3 separate regions of the Mus musculus genome follow, and all the other regions are linked to region 1. The links are chromatin contacts, called in public Hi-C and promoter capture Hi-C maps. All regions are on one chromosome and are shown on one strand. Each heading gives the region's core, a stretch centred on a gene start, on an enhancer-like site or on the middle of the called end of the contact. The rest is flanking DNA. Distances are from core to core; before and after follow the strand shown. Region 1 holds the start of Col5a1 (collagen, type V, alpha 1). Region 2 overlaps F730016J06Rik (a long non-coding RNA gene). Region 3 overlaps Rxra (retinoid X receptor alpha).

The links. Promoter capture Hi-C pulls out the DNA fragments that hold promoters and counts their contacts. Hi-C and Micro-C count contacts between places; a contact is called where the count stands out from the background.
Region 2: a contact with region 1 is called in a promoter capture Hi-C map of hippocampal neurons, with 2.9 times the contacts expected there. The contact joins the enhancer-like site here to the promoter of Col5a1 in region 1. A contact is called at or near these places in 3 of 39 promoter capture datasets (hippocampal neurons, liver and stem cell-derived epiblast-like cells) and 1 of 115 datasets of contacts at active chromatin or transcription factors (embryonic stem cells).
Region 3: a Hi-C map of uterus shows a contact between it and region 1, with 2.0 times the contacts expected there. The contact joins the enhancer-like site here to the promoter of Col5a1 in region 1. A contact is called at or near these places in 1 of 39 promoter capture datasets (the SN4741 cell line), 5 of 484 Hi-C or Micro-C datasets (cerebellum, nephron progenitors, neural progenitor cells and 1 more), 2 of 115 datasets of contacts at active chromatin or transcription factors (pancreatic cancer cells and stem cell-derived neural progenitor cells) and 1 of 9 other capture datasets (pancreatic islet).

Annotation. Positions count from the first base shown.
Region 1 is chr2:27,883,944-27,888,216 of GRCm38.p6, forward strand. It overlaps Col5a1 (collagen, type V, alpha 1), which reads left to right and starts at 2,482. Exons shown (of 66, transcript NM_015734.2): 1 at 2,482-2,981. The coding sequence starts at 2,873.
Region 2 is chr2:28,097,406-28,101,678 of GRCm38.p6, forward strand. It overlaps F730016J06Rik (a long non-coding RNA gene), which reads left to right. Exons shown (of 10, transcript XR_003953783.1): 2 at 2,395-2,600. Among named protein-coding and RNA genes, the nearest start is that of F730016J06Rik, 4.2 kb to the left of the region's middle. Within about 2 kb of position 1,961, at least 29 of the 459 cell types and tissues checked have an H3K27ac peak or open chromatin away from gene starts, as enhancers often do. A contact at or near this core is called in hippocampal neurons, where this site is marked.
Region 3 is chr2:27,688,491-27,692,763 of GRCm38.p6, forward strand. The region is part of intron 1 of Rxra (retinoid X receptor alpha); the gene reads left to right. Among named protein-coding and RNA genes, the nearest start is that of Rxra, 13 kb to the left of the region's middle. Within about 2 kb of position 2,436, at least 31 of the 459 cell types and tissues checked have an H3K27ac peak or open chromatin away from gene starts, as enhancers often do. A contact at or near this core is called in uterus, where this site is marked.

The DNA of each region.
Region 1 (4,273 bases), core at 1,232-3,731:
AAGGCAGAGCCACAGCTCATCATGACCTTCTGCACCTACCGCAGAGCTGCTGGGGCCCAGGACCTGTTGGAGGGCCAGTCTGTAATGTGCCTGAGAGACTTCATATGCTCCGAGAAGGAGGGAAGCACCTCCCACCCCTTAGCGTTTCCTCTTTGCTTCTCCCCAGAGTCTCAGGTAAAGGTCCTCCCTCATTGTCTGCTTCTATGTGAGAACAGCAACAGTCCACAAGCCTAATCAGGATGGACTCCTGCAAGCAGGGACAGCTGACCTGATAATAATGGCAGTTGCTTTGCTTGGAGGACTGTATTCTACAACAGAGGGTAATGGCATGTATGCATGGCAGGGACATGCAGGGGACACTGGATGGAGGTGGATATACAGAGACAGGCGAGATGGAAAGAACACAGCAGAAGCACAAGACTATGTCCATGATCATGGAGACCTGGTGCAACAGTGCAGGCTGGTATAGATGGGGCCCACAGGCAGCTTGCTTCCTCAAAGACTCATGCTGGTGAACAGACCATGACCAATACTCTCCATTATCATGAGATGCCAATTGGGCACAGGAGGATGCTGGGTATGGGTTGGCTTAGCCTGAGCAGGATGCCTAGGGTGTACCTGCTGGAAGGCAGATGTTCTGAGTCTGTATTATAGCACGAAGAGGGAAGAACCCTGTGCCTGCTGATCAGCTGCAGCACTCATCTTGGCTCTGACACAGCGCATTGCTGATTTGGTGCTCTGGGTAAGCCCCTTACCCCGCCTGACTTGCAGCGTCCCCGTCTGTGGATGGGAGAAAGACCTCCCCTGATATGTAGACCTGATGCAGGTTGGGGATGGGGAGGTGAGCTTGGTGAAAGCCTCCGGATGGCTGAGGTTTTCATCCCCATGAAACTCACCAATGGAATGGCACATAAGCACACAGTATACACAGCACACACACAGAGACACACATATGCATGTACATGCCCCCACATGTGTTCATACACACACACATACACATCTTATCATTTATACAACTTACACACATACATAATTATTCCATAACAAGTACAAGCTGGCTTTTAACTCTTACTGTACTGTGACTGAGTCTGTCTGTCTGTCTGCATGTCCACTCAAGCTTGTTTCCCTCTGCCCTCTCTGTACTCTGGATAGAATTTAGGACCTTTGTGCACAGCCTCTGAGCTGCATCCCCAGCTTTCCTCCTCTATTCTGTGTACTGTCTGATGTTCCCTATAAGGTACATTCCACACTTAAGCAAAGCTTGAATTAAGTCAGTACTAGCCACCCCCATTCAGATTCAAGAACCAGAGCATGGCCATCCCAGCAACTCCTCTGACTGCCTTTGCCCCCTGACTGCCTCTATCCCCTGACTGCCTCTGCCCTCTGACTGCCTTTGCCCCTTGACTGCCTCTGCCCTCTGACTGCCTCTATCCCATGAATGCCTCTGCACCCTGACTGCCACTCTCCTCTTGTTTGGAGAATAATGAGAAACTAGGGAGCCTGAGGATGCAGCCGGAGAGAGATGTCCCAGGCCGGTCTCCATCACTACAAAATTCTTTCAGGCTGCAATGTGTTCAAAGGGAGCGATAGCTTTGTGTCTGAAAGCCTTCTTAATTCACTCTGATTCTTTCTAAACAAACCCTGAAGCCCTTGGAGAAGGGCAGGGCAGTGAGTCAGGCTTTTGCAGGGCCTCCCAGGCCTGGAGAAGTCTGGGAGAACTCCTGTCTCCCTCTGCTGTAGATGGGGAGCTGGGAGCCCCTCTCCTTTTCCAGCTGTCAGCTCTGGAAGGGGGCTCTTCCTTTTCCTTGTGAGTTGTTGGGCCACTAGGGACAGCAGTAAGGCGGTGGGGTGGGATCTGAGACTGACCTTCACCTGATTAATAACTTGGTCACTCCTTGTTCACTTAAGGCCCCTCTGGGCATCCTTGACAGTCTGGTCTGTGGAGAGGTAGAAGGCAGGTCCCCAGCGCTGTATTGGCCTGTCAGTCATAGTCTAGGGAGCCCCTTCTGGCTGAATTGCAAGTTGAGTCTCCGCCCAGAAGAGGAGCTCTCGGAACTCCTCCTTAAAGAGAAAGTTCTGTGTGGTACTGCAATCTCTCTTTTGAATTCCAGCGATCAAACTTCGGGGGTCCCTCAACGTTGGTTCTTGGAGTCTGGCCAGGTCGGGGTACCTGAGGCGGGAAGAATCTAGGATCAGGGTGGGCCATCAGGTTTTGGAGGCCGCCGCCCAGAGCGGGGAGAAAGAACGGGGGCGCCGGCCCCGTCCCACGTCCGCTCCCGCCCCGGGCCAGCCCCTTCCTCGCCGCGACTCGCCCGCTATCCCCACCCCCTCGCCCTCGGCGCCCAGTGGGAGGCGGGGACCGGCCTTGCTGAGCGGGGCGCCGGGCTCTGATTTGCTGCGGGCGTTGGGGGCGGTGGGGGGTGGGGGAATCCACAGCCTCCGCGTTGTCTGCCAGCAGCGAGGGAGGGAGGGAAAGGGGGGAAAAGTGCTCAGCGCCGAAGGCGAGGTCCGCACTCCTGGTCCCCGCGGCTGGCGCAGGACCTCACTCCAGCGGAGCGCCCACGGGGAGCGGGTCGCGGGGCAGCAGCGGTGAGGAGGCCACGAGACTAGAAGGAGGAGGACAGGGAGTGCGCGAGCAGCCAGCGAGGGGGTCCCGGCCGTCCCGGGCCACAGTCGATCCCTGCGCCGTGGGCGAGCGCGCCCGCTGCCTCTTCCAGAACAGCCACCGCCGCGGGGGAGATCGGGCGGGTGCCGAGCTTCCTATGACTCCCTGAAGTTGTCGTGCTCCCCTAGCGTCCGCCACCCGGGACGTGTCTCTGGTCCCCGTGCATCGTGTGCGTCTCCCGCTCCCCGGCCCGCGCACCCCGCCGGCATGGACGTACACACCCGCTGGAAAGCTGCGCGCCCAGGCGCCCTGCTGCTGTCTTCGCCGCTACTCCTGTTCCTGCTGCTGCTGTGGGCGCCGCCTTCGAGCCGCGCAGGTAAGAGTGCTCTGGGGACCGGACCTCGGGGACTGTAAGAGGTGCGCAGAACCTCCGCGCCGCTGTCATCTCGGGCTCCTTCGCCGCCGGCCTCCTCCGAGCCTGCAGAACTTTCCTCCTTGGCCTGTGGAATGCACCGGGCAAGACAACGAATACCATTCGTTGGGGGCCCAGGAGAGGGAGCCGGGCCAACTCCATCCCCGCGGCGTACCGCCCCCTCCTCAAACGGGCCTGCTGGGTGGGGCTGTTGGTCGAGTCAAGGAAGAATCTGCCTCGTGTTAGATCCCAGCAGAGGTGCTCACACTTTTGTCCCCAAACCTCGCATTTTCTGTCCCACATCACAGGCGACCCGCTGCATCCCACGCAGCCCTTAAGCAGAAACTTTCCTTCTGAAAGCTGGAAAGGGCCGCCCCCTAGAGTCAAGGCCATTCAGTTCCTCAGGGACGCCTAGGGGTGGAGGGGGATCCCAGAAGTTTGAAACCCCAGCTATGGACTTCCCTCTGTACACACCCTCTTGCTTGTCTGAGCTAAGTTTCTGCAATTCCCAGGGGACAGAGTTCCCTGTAGTCCCTGACAAGTCTTCAGGGGCACTGGGGAGCCCTGTGAGGTAGGCCAGCCCTACTCCTAGCCGTCAAACCTCCAAACCCCTTAGAGGTAGTTTTCTTGGGCTTTCTGCCCAAAGATGGGATGAACGGGAAGCCTGGAGAGGGCCTTGGAGTCTGGGCTGGGAGCTTCTCAGATGATCTGCAGATGTGAGACTCCTGCCAGGTTGGGTTCTCTGAAGGAGCCCTGATCCAATGGGCAGAATCAGGGAGGTACTGGGATTGTCCCTGTCTGTATTTCAGCGCTTTCAGGCTCAGGTCTGGGCAGGCATATTATTTTCAGCATCACTCTTGTTAGTTAGTTGTGGGATAAACCTCCCCAGAGCCCTTAAACACCATAGCCCAGGGTGGGAAGGCACCAGGCATGTGCTGATACAGGGAGGCGAAGGCAGTTAGAAAGAGTTCAGGCAGCCGAACAGCGGGTGGAGTGGTCAGCCCTTGCGCAGTGACAGGGCTCTCCTTAGCTTAGCTGGTGTTACTAGGACTAGCAGGAGAATCCATTTCCACCCCCCATGGCCAATTACAATATTCTTCTCCTGCTTTCTGGCACCATTAGTGTCCAGTGGCCACAGGATGAGCAAGAGTGGAAATGGGAGGGGCCAGGGCCTGCGGGGACCGAGGGAGAGCATGGGCTGACGATGCTCACTCTTGTGGAACTTGGACCAACTGCCCCGGAGTTCCCAGGGTTAA
Region 2 (4,273 bases), core at 711-3,210, 210 kb after region 1:
TACTTGACCTAGTCTTTGAAAGGCATCCAAATGCCACCTAATCTGGTGGCCAGGATGCTGAGTGCCAATTTGAATTAATGGATGGTGCCATGAATTGAAGGTGAAATGTACCCATGGGCTCATGGTTTGAACTCTGAGTCCTCAGTTGGTAGCCCTGTTTTGGGAGGAGGCGGGACCATTAGGAGGGGAGCTGGGTAGGTGGAAATGGGTTGTCAGAGGCAGATTCTTGGGAGAGTCTGGCCATCTGTGATGTGGACAGTTCTTCCACAAGCTCCCGCTGCTACGGATTGAGTCATTGCTGCCACAACGGGTGGAAACTCACTGAAACACTGAGTCAAGGACAATCCGTTGGGCTGGAGGGATGGTTCGGTGGTCAAGAGCACTGACTGCTTGCTCTTCCGGAGGTCCTGAGTTCAATTCCCAGCAACCACACAGTGGCTCACAATCATCTGTAATGGGATTCGATGCCCTCTTCTGGTGTGTCTGAAGACAGCTACAGTGTACTTAGCATATATAAATTTTTTAAAAATTGTCATCCTTCAAATGGTTTCTGTCAGGAATGAAGGTCACAGTGAGGTCAAGATAAGCATTACAAATGGCCACAAAGTGAACTCTCAACCTGTCTCCAACCCACTGAGCTCCCTCATCCAAGCACGCCAGCCCAAGGGTGCCATTCACAGATGAGAAAGCCCTTGGTTCTACCTTGATGTTTGTTGCTGTGATAAACACCGTGACCAGAACCAATGTAAGGAGCAAGGGCTTGATTTCAGCTTAAAGGCGACAGCCCATCACTGAGGACTGATGGATCGGGGCAGGAACTCCAGGCAGGAGCAGGAAGTAGAATCCATGGAGAAACAATCAAAAAAAATGTGTTTCACACAGGCACATGGGCCAATCTGACAGTCAATTTCTTGCTTGAGGTTCCCTCTTCCTGGGAGACTTGGTTTGTGTCAAGTTGACAATACAAACTAAACGGTATAGGCTTTGGCCCACACAGCTCAATGGCAAGCCCCCAGATAAGCAAGAATGGACACCCAGTGGTCATCATCTCAGAAAGGGTCAATAGAGACAGTCCCTTGTCTTACTGGCCACGGCTGGGAACAGAGGCTGACCAGCTGAAGGGGAGGGGGGTTTTAACCCGTACTCCCTGCCCACCAGTGCATCTCTGTGAGGGACCAAGGACACTTTCACTGACTTGAAGGGAATAGGCAAGTTCTTCAAGTGACAAAGAGCCACTTCTGTCCCCTTCCCTTCCCTGCCCTGCCCCCCAGCCCCCTATTGCGATCTATCTGAGGCATCTCTACTTGAATGCCTTTGTTTCTCAATCCCTGGAAGCCTTCAGCTTCTCTGTGGCTGCGGGAAACTGGGAAGCTTTGATTCGCTGAGAATCTGGGCTGTGGCTTTGGGGCTCAAAACAGGGGGGACCATTTCTCCTGGGAGGCGCGGGAGGAAAATAATTTCGGTGACTGTAGGTAATTAAGTCGCCACAGTGCTATGGAACATGCATTATATTATACGATGATTAATCCCTGGGACAGCGGGGAGATTTTTCATCTTCAAAGCTCTCCTCGGCTCCTCATTAATCATCTCAGCCCCAAGGAAAGAGAAGCTGCTTCAGTTCCTAAGAGAGGGGAAACTGAGTCAGCTGGGTTCCTCTGACTCCTCCCACACCTGGGTGGAGACAATACGCTACCAGGACCACCAAGGGCTTTCTCCCAAGTTGTTTCTCCTGGAGGCATCAGTCAGTTTCCCACCCTCACAGGGACCTGCATAAGAATCAATAAAAATGTTATTTTAAATGAAAAGAAAGCAGTCCAGCTCCGCCGGTGGGGGCTGCCAACGCCCGCCTGCCCGCCGCCCTTTCTCATCGCTTTTGTTCCCTCTGCCTGGGTACCTGCACATTTTCAGTGCGCAGCCTCTCTGGGAAAGCAAAGCCTCTCCCCGGTTTCTCAGCGAGCAGTTTAAAGGAAAGTGCTGTTTTGCTCGCAGACGCCTTCTTTTGCAATTGGGACATCGTGCTATAAATACAGCCCATCCTGCTTTGCATTCAAATTGTTGTGAAAGTTTGGGGCTGTAAATAATATGTTCTAGGTGCTTGAGACAGAATTTTTATTATTTTTTTCTCCCTGTTCCTGGAGCTAGTGATAAATTAAACATTTATTTTGCACTCCCACCATGCAATACAAAATACAGGGCTGATTGCTTCACACCTGACACCAAGCGTAAAGGTGACCCGTAGGTGAGCAGGGGGTGGGAAGCTGCCCAGAGTGGGAGAGGTTGGGGAGCAGGGGTGGAAGGAGCTGTTCTGAGTTCGGCCTTCCCCGTGATGGCGTTCTTCTCTGAATGACCTTCTGATAACAAGAAGGCTCACACCCAAATATCTGTTTCACACAGGGGAAACTGAGGCTGAGAGATGTCTGCTGCAAACACGTCTCCACCCACTATGACCTGAGTGTGCCCCCGGGGCTCACTCTCCCCTGGCCTGCAGTGATTTTTCTCTGGGTGTGCTGGAGAGTGGAGATGGGAAAAGCTACAGTCTCTGAACCCAACTGAAACAGGCTGCCCTGCACTCTGGACAGACCGATCCCTGGCAGTGGCAGGTAGGCCCTTACTGCAAAACTTGGTGCGCAATCTCCAGTCTCAGTTCCCTTGCCTTGAAATGAAGTAAAAAATAGAATTCCTTAGGCGCTGGGGAGGAGCAGGTAAAGTCTCTGGTATGCTTATGGGGGAGCAGCTGTGACCAAGGACCCCAATGCCCAGGAATAGTACCACTCCCTAAGATATGGAAGACACATGCAGGGTGCTAGGAGGTCCAGCCAGACATGAAGCCCGTGGGTGTCATTTCTTATTCTCTGAGCCCCTTGGCTAGGACCATCAGGAAACTACATCTAGCAGACAGGTCTAGATAGGACCTGTGTTGTAGATGAGAGGGCTCATCCTGGCATAACTGGGCTGCATTCAAACCTCAGGCTGAAGAGGAGGGGTGTGTGTGATCCAACTTCTGCTCTCTTCTGATGGAGACCACTGGCACTTTCACGAAAGGATGCACCTACAGACACGTGACTCAGCACACACCTCCAGAGACTCACAACCCATATGCTCACTGGCTCACAACACACACACACACACTCGCTCACAGCTCATAAATGCTCATGAATTCATCGCATGCACTCTCTCAGGCTCACATGTGTGCACATTCATGATCTTGAGTACACTCTCCAACACACTTCGTCTACCACCCGCACTCCATCCCACCAGAAGCTTCCCTCAGGCCAGAACAAGCTGGATGCACTCCCTGAAGCAATGCCGCACATGCTCAGTAGCAGCCACAGAAGGCAGTCAGCTCACCTCTAGACACCAGGACATACGGGCCCCTACCCAGCTCTGGGGGCACACTTGCCATCTTAGTCTTAGAGGACTGTATGGACAGACAGGAACAGGCTGAGCTGCTCTAGGTTGCTTCCCTAGTACAGACCACAATGACAACCTGCTGTGTTTCGGTACACTTTGCCGTGCTAATCAGCCCGAGGGCCAGCGGGTTGTGTACAGCTGAGGGAGAAGAGAGCTAGGCCTCAACGCATAGCCCTGGCTGCTGCACCAGACACAGTAGTGTTCTTATCTTCAAATGACACACCCACTGAAAACTCACTAACCTATGATCTTTCAGGCAGTACCAACAGGGTGGAAGCTTCTTTGGAAAATTCTAGAAAGTTCTCAGCATCATGAAAAGCCATTTTGGCTATTCCAAACTGGCCTGCCAAGGCTGACTACACCACCATCTGTAAGAGATCCTGATTCTTCAAGTGACACCATAGCCTTGACTGGATGCTATGACACTAGGGTCAAGTGGCTGTTGACCTTGAAGACGCAGCACAGAACTGTTAGTCTACCCCACCCTGTTCCCAGCCTCAGCACACTGAAGCCCTGCTTATCCAGCTCCCATCCCTTTGGTTTTGTTTGCTTTCCTTGAAGCAAAACCCTTCTTCTATGAGGCTGGCAGCCAGGATCACCTGGCCGACTTTATTTCCACAAGAGGCTGGACAGGTGTCAGCTCGTTGACTGTTGCCTATGTAGCGTCCCCTGTGGGACTTCCTAGAAAAAAAAAAACAGCAGGCAGTCCATCTCATCTTGTGATGACACTCAGACGGATCCTCGTGCCCACCTGCTCCAGGTATCCCCAGACTTCATCTTGGCAGGCAATACCATGGGGCAGTGTGTTCCAGGCAGCTCAACCCTTGGGCTTGTCACATGTGCGCGCGCACACACACACACA
Region 3 (4,273 bases), core at 1,186-3,685, 200 kb before region 1:
CGGACTCCAGTCCAGCTGATACCTTTGGTTCCTCTGACCCAGGCTGACATCTCCCAGATCATAGAGTCATGGGACAGGTCACTGTGCCACCCTTGGATAACTCACTGGTGGGTAGTGTGTACCCTTTTGGCACCTGGCTCTTGGAGCTGTGGCTGGTAAGCTGGTTTTGACCTGTTGGTGACATGGCTTCCTTGCCCACAATAGCTTGGAAACTTATCTGCTTGTGGATAGTTATTGTGTCTCCTGTGCTGGGTAGCTGGACACATGGTCACTCATGGGGCAGAGGAGAGGATGGCTGTTGGGCCCACGTGGCCCTGGACATGCCTGATAAGCTATGAGGTCATCATCAGAGGGGGCTGTGCAGTCCTTATCCGCAGCCGTGATTCCAGCCTGCCATGGTGGAGGTCCTAGGGGACTCTGCACCTGCTGGGAGGTGGAGTGGTGTGGGAGCTGGTCTTTGGGGGCCCCTCTCTGTTCCAGAGCTCAGGTTCCACCAGGACTCTTGAAATGACCTCCTCGCCCAGACCCCTCTGCTCCTTTTAGCTGCTGACCTGCTGGCTGTCCCCTCCCCACCCCAGGTTTCCCTGGCTGCCTTTCTGAGAACAACACTGTGACTGTTGTCACCATCCTCCTGCTGCGGCCTCCTCACTTGGTGTGGGAACCTGGGGACTGAGGGTCCTGGGTTGTCAGCTGTGAGGTATCGTGGGGTTGGCCCTTGAGACGTGGGGAACTAGAAGGGCGAAGGTCCTTTTGTTCCTTGTCCTCAGCCCCTGCTTGTTATCTCCTTCTCGGGGACCTGAGCCTTGCCAGTCTCCTGGCTAGCTTGTAGGGTCTACAGACAGCAGCCACTGGGCAGAAAGCCTGGACCTGGTCTGTAGTGTGTGGTCTTCTCTTCTAGCCTTCCTGCCTGTATCTAGGCCATGCTGGCTACCTCAGACTTTCCCCTGGGATTTTAGAGCCCAAACTGCTATGAGCACAGGGCCCTCCTGCTGTTTGTGCAACTGGGTGCTAGGCAGAGTGTGCATGCGGAACTCTGTGTGTGTGGATGGCACTTGTGTTGATGCCCAACCCTCTGTGTGTGTGTCTGAGTCCTGGTCTGAGGGTGTGTCTGTGTGTGAGGTTCTCTATTACCCACATGTGAGTGTGCATGGCCATGTGTGTGTCTGAGTGTATACACATGTCCATATATGAGGTTCTGTGTACCATCCACATATGAGTGTGTATGGCTATATGTGTGTGTATGCTTGTGCTCATGTGTAGGCTCTGTGTATTAGCTACATTGAGTATATGTGGCCATGCATGTGTGTCTGTATGCACTTGTGTATATTAATGGGTTCTGTGCACCATCCATATGTGACTGAACATGATGTGTCTGTATGTGAAGTTCTATATATTAGCCATACATGAGTATGCATGGCTATGTATGTGTGTCTATATGTACTCTTGTGTTCATCTATAAAGTTCTATATTAGCCATATATAAACGTGCATAGTGACATGTGTGTATGTCTTTATATGTGTGTCTACGCATGTGGGTCTGTGTATTGACTGTGTATACTCTGTGTCCATGTATGAAGTTACCTGTGAGAGTGTATTGACTGTGTACACTCTGTGTCCATGTATGAAATTCTGTATATTATTTACCTGTGAGAGTTCATGGCATGTGTATACATGTCTCTATACATGTGCCTGTTTTTGAGCTTCTGTGTATTATATATCTATGAGTATGCACACTCGTGTTCATGTGGGAGGTTCTGAATATTGCCTATATATGGAGAGTACATGGCCATATGTAAGCTTGTGTCTATGTGTATACCTGTGTCATACATGAAGTTCAGTCTGTTGTCCATGTGTGAGCATACATGGCTGTGTGTGTCGTGCACACCTGTGTTCATGCATAAGGTTCATGTATTGCCTGTGTATTTGACTGTATGTGTGTCTGTGTGCATACCCATGACCATGTGTGAGACTGTGTAGTGTCCACATGTGAGTGTGCATGGCCATGAGTGTGTGTAGCTATGTGTAACTGTGTTCATGCATGAGGTTCCTGTTTTGTCCTTGTGTGTCTGTATGCACACCTGTGTCCAGGCATGGGGACATGTCGTGTTTTAGATTCTACTGTCCCTTGGCCTAGTCATCCTCAGCACCTACATGTCCTTTCGAAGGCACCTCGGCAGTCCCTACCAGTCTCTGAGTATTGACCCGGAAGGTGCCTGATGCTCTAGGGGAGAGGAAAATGTGCCAGCGAAGGTCCAGTGGTCCTTCTCTGCTTTCTGACTCCAAAGGAGGTCTGTGCCCTGAGGGAAAGAAGTTAGTAGGGCCTAAAGCCAGGGTCTGTTGCGCACACTTTAGTATAAAGGAGCCTGGCGTGAATGCTGGCAAGGCTCAGCAGGGAAGGGTAGGAAGGAAGGCTTCCTCTCATTGTGTGATGAGGAAATTAGGTCTGAGAGCTGCAGGCAGGCTGTGCGGGTGGGGGAGACCAGGGCTAGCTAGGCTGCCCGTGGAAGACTGCTCTCTGGTGCCTTTCTCTCAACTGTCCACTTTAGGCAAAGCAGGCATGTTTGCAGATGGGGAAGAGAGCAGGGCTGCTATAGGAGGCTCCAGCTTGGAGGGGTACAGTGTTTACTAACTCTGCCTTTCCTTGTCTGAAGCCACGTGTGGTACGGAGAAGTCATGACGCTGCTTCGCTAGAATTTGAATCCAGGACCCCAGGACTCCCCCTTTCAACACTTCCTGCTGGGTCCCAGGTGCCTGGTTCGCCTTATGGTGTCAGCAGGGGTGGGGACGTCTTGTATCTGGGAGGTACTGGAGCCAGCTTGCCTTGCTAGGCAAGGAGATACCCTGTTTCCTTCACAAACAACTGGGGCTGGCCAGAGCAATTTTATTTTTATTTCCTATTTTTACTTCCTCGTGGGCTCTTTTCAGAAACTCTGGGTTAGATGAGCTCCACCCTCCAATCTCCACCCGGCTTCCTGGCCCAAGCCTCACACACTGGATAGGAGCTCATGTGCATGTTTGTGTGGCATGGGAACAGTACACCTGGTGCTGGGATGGGGGGGGGGGGGGCGGCGGGGACTCCTGCCCTTCTCATGTTCCAGGCACTGGGTGGTGGCAGGCATGAGCCTCAGTGCCCGACTCAGTTTCTCTGCTCACCTCTCCGGCTCTTGCTGGAGGTGTATGCTCGTGGCAGGGTGGGGCATGGTCTTTGGGAAATGTGTCGGCAGTGTGTCCAGTTGAGGCCTGGCTAGGTAGGGTACAGTGAGGGTGGTATTCCGCTGGACTTATTATAAAATGCTTACATGCATTTTGTTTCCCTGGCCCTGGCCCAGATAGAGCCCACAGTGGTGTATGCGGTGTTAGGGACCTGCAAAGCTCAACCTGGGGTAAGGGTTTCTACCTGTCAGCTGCCATTTCAGCATAACCAGGACTTATGCTGGTGACTGGCAGATAGGGATCCTGAACTCCACTCACACTAGGGACAGCCAGGCCACTGACTCCCAGGCCCAGGGAAGGCTGTTCATGGACACCTGGGTTCACTAAGTTCTCTCGATTTAGCCTGCTAAGCCTTTCCACCTCTTAAGAGTTCTGGGGAGAGAGTTGCTCCATATATCAGTGGGTTTGGAAGGAGGGAGTGGGAGGCTCACAGAGGTGTCACTGAGCCCTGGAGCTGCTTAGTTTATGGCCAGGGTAGTGATAGCTGGACTTACTGTCTGTGTACTAGACCACCCATCAGGTTTGGGACATTTGGCCAGTAGGAACAGTTCTCTAGCTTCCCTCCTAGTCCTTCTTGCTCTGGTTGGCTCTGTGCTGGTACAGGTGGTAGTAGTGGCTTCCCTTCAATGTGAGCCACATGGGGCATGTGGCTGTGGTGGTGTTGGCAGAGCCTACATGTGTAGGTCCTGGGGTTTTCAGGTAATCCTTTGATTAAAGGCCAGGAAACAGAACCTCACAGTGTGTGTGTGTGTGTGTGTGTGTGTGTGTGTGTGTGTCTTTCTTGGAGAGGCCCATCAGCTTACAGATTTCCATGTGGCTGCCCATGGGTGCCCTGGGCTCAGGCATTTGGCCTGTGGAGATGAGGGTGCTCCTGCCTCAGAGCTGTGTAAGCCATCAGTGGGCCGTGGCGACATGTACCCCACCCCCCCCAGGCAGTGTGTATGTCAACCCTGGGGACCGTGGGAGCCATCAGCAGGCTGGACACCCTGGGCAGCATATGTGTCTTGGGTACCACGTGCACCTGACTAGCATATCTCCCTCTCTGATTTCTCATCTCTGTG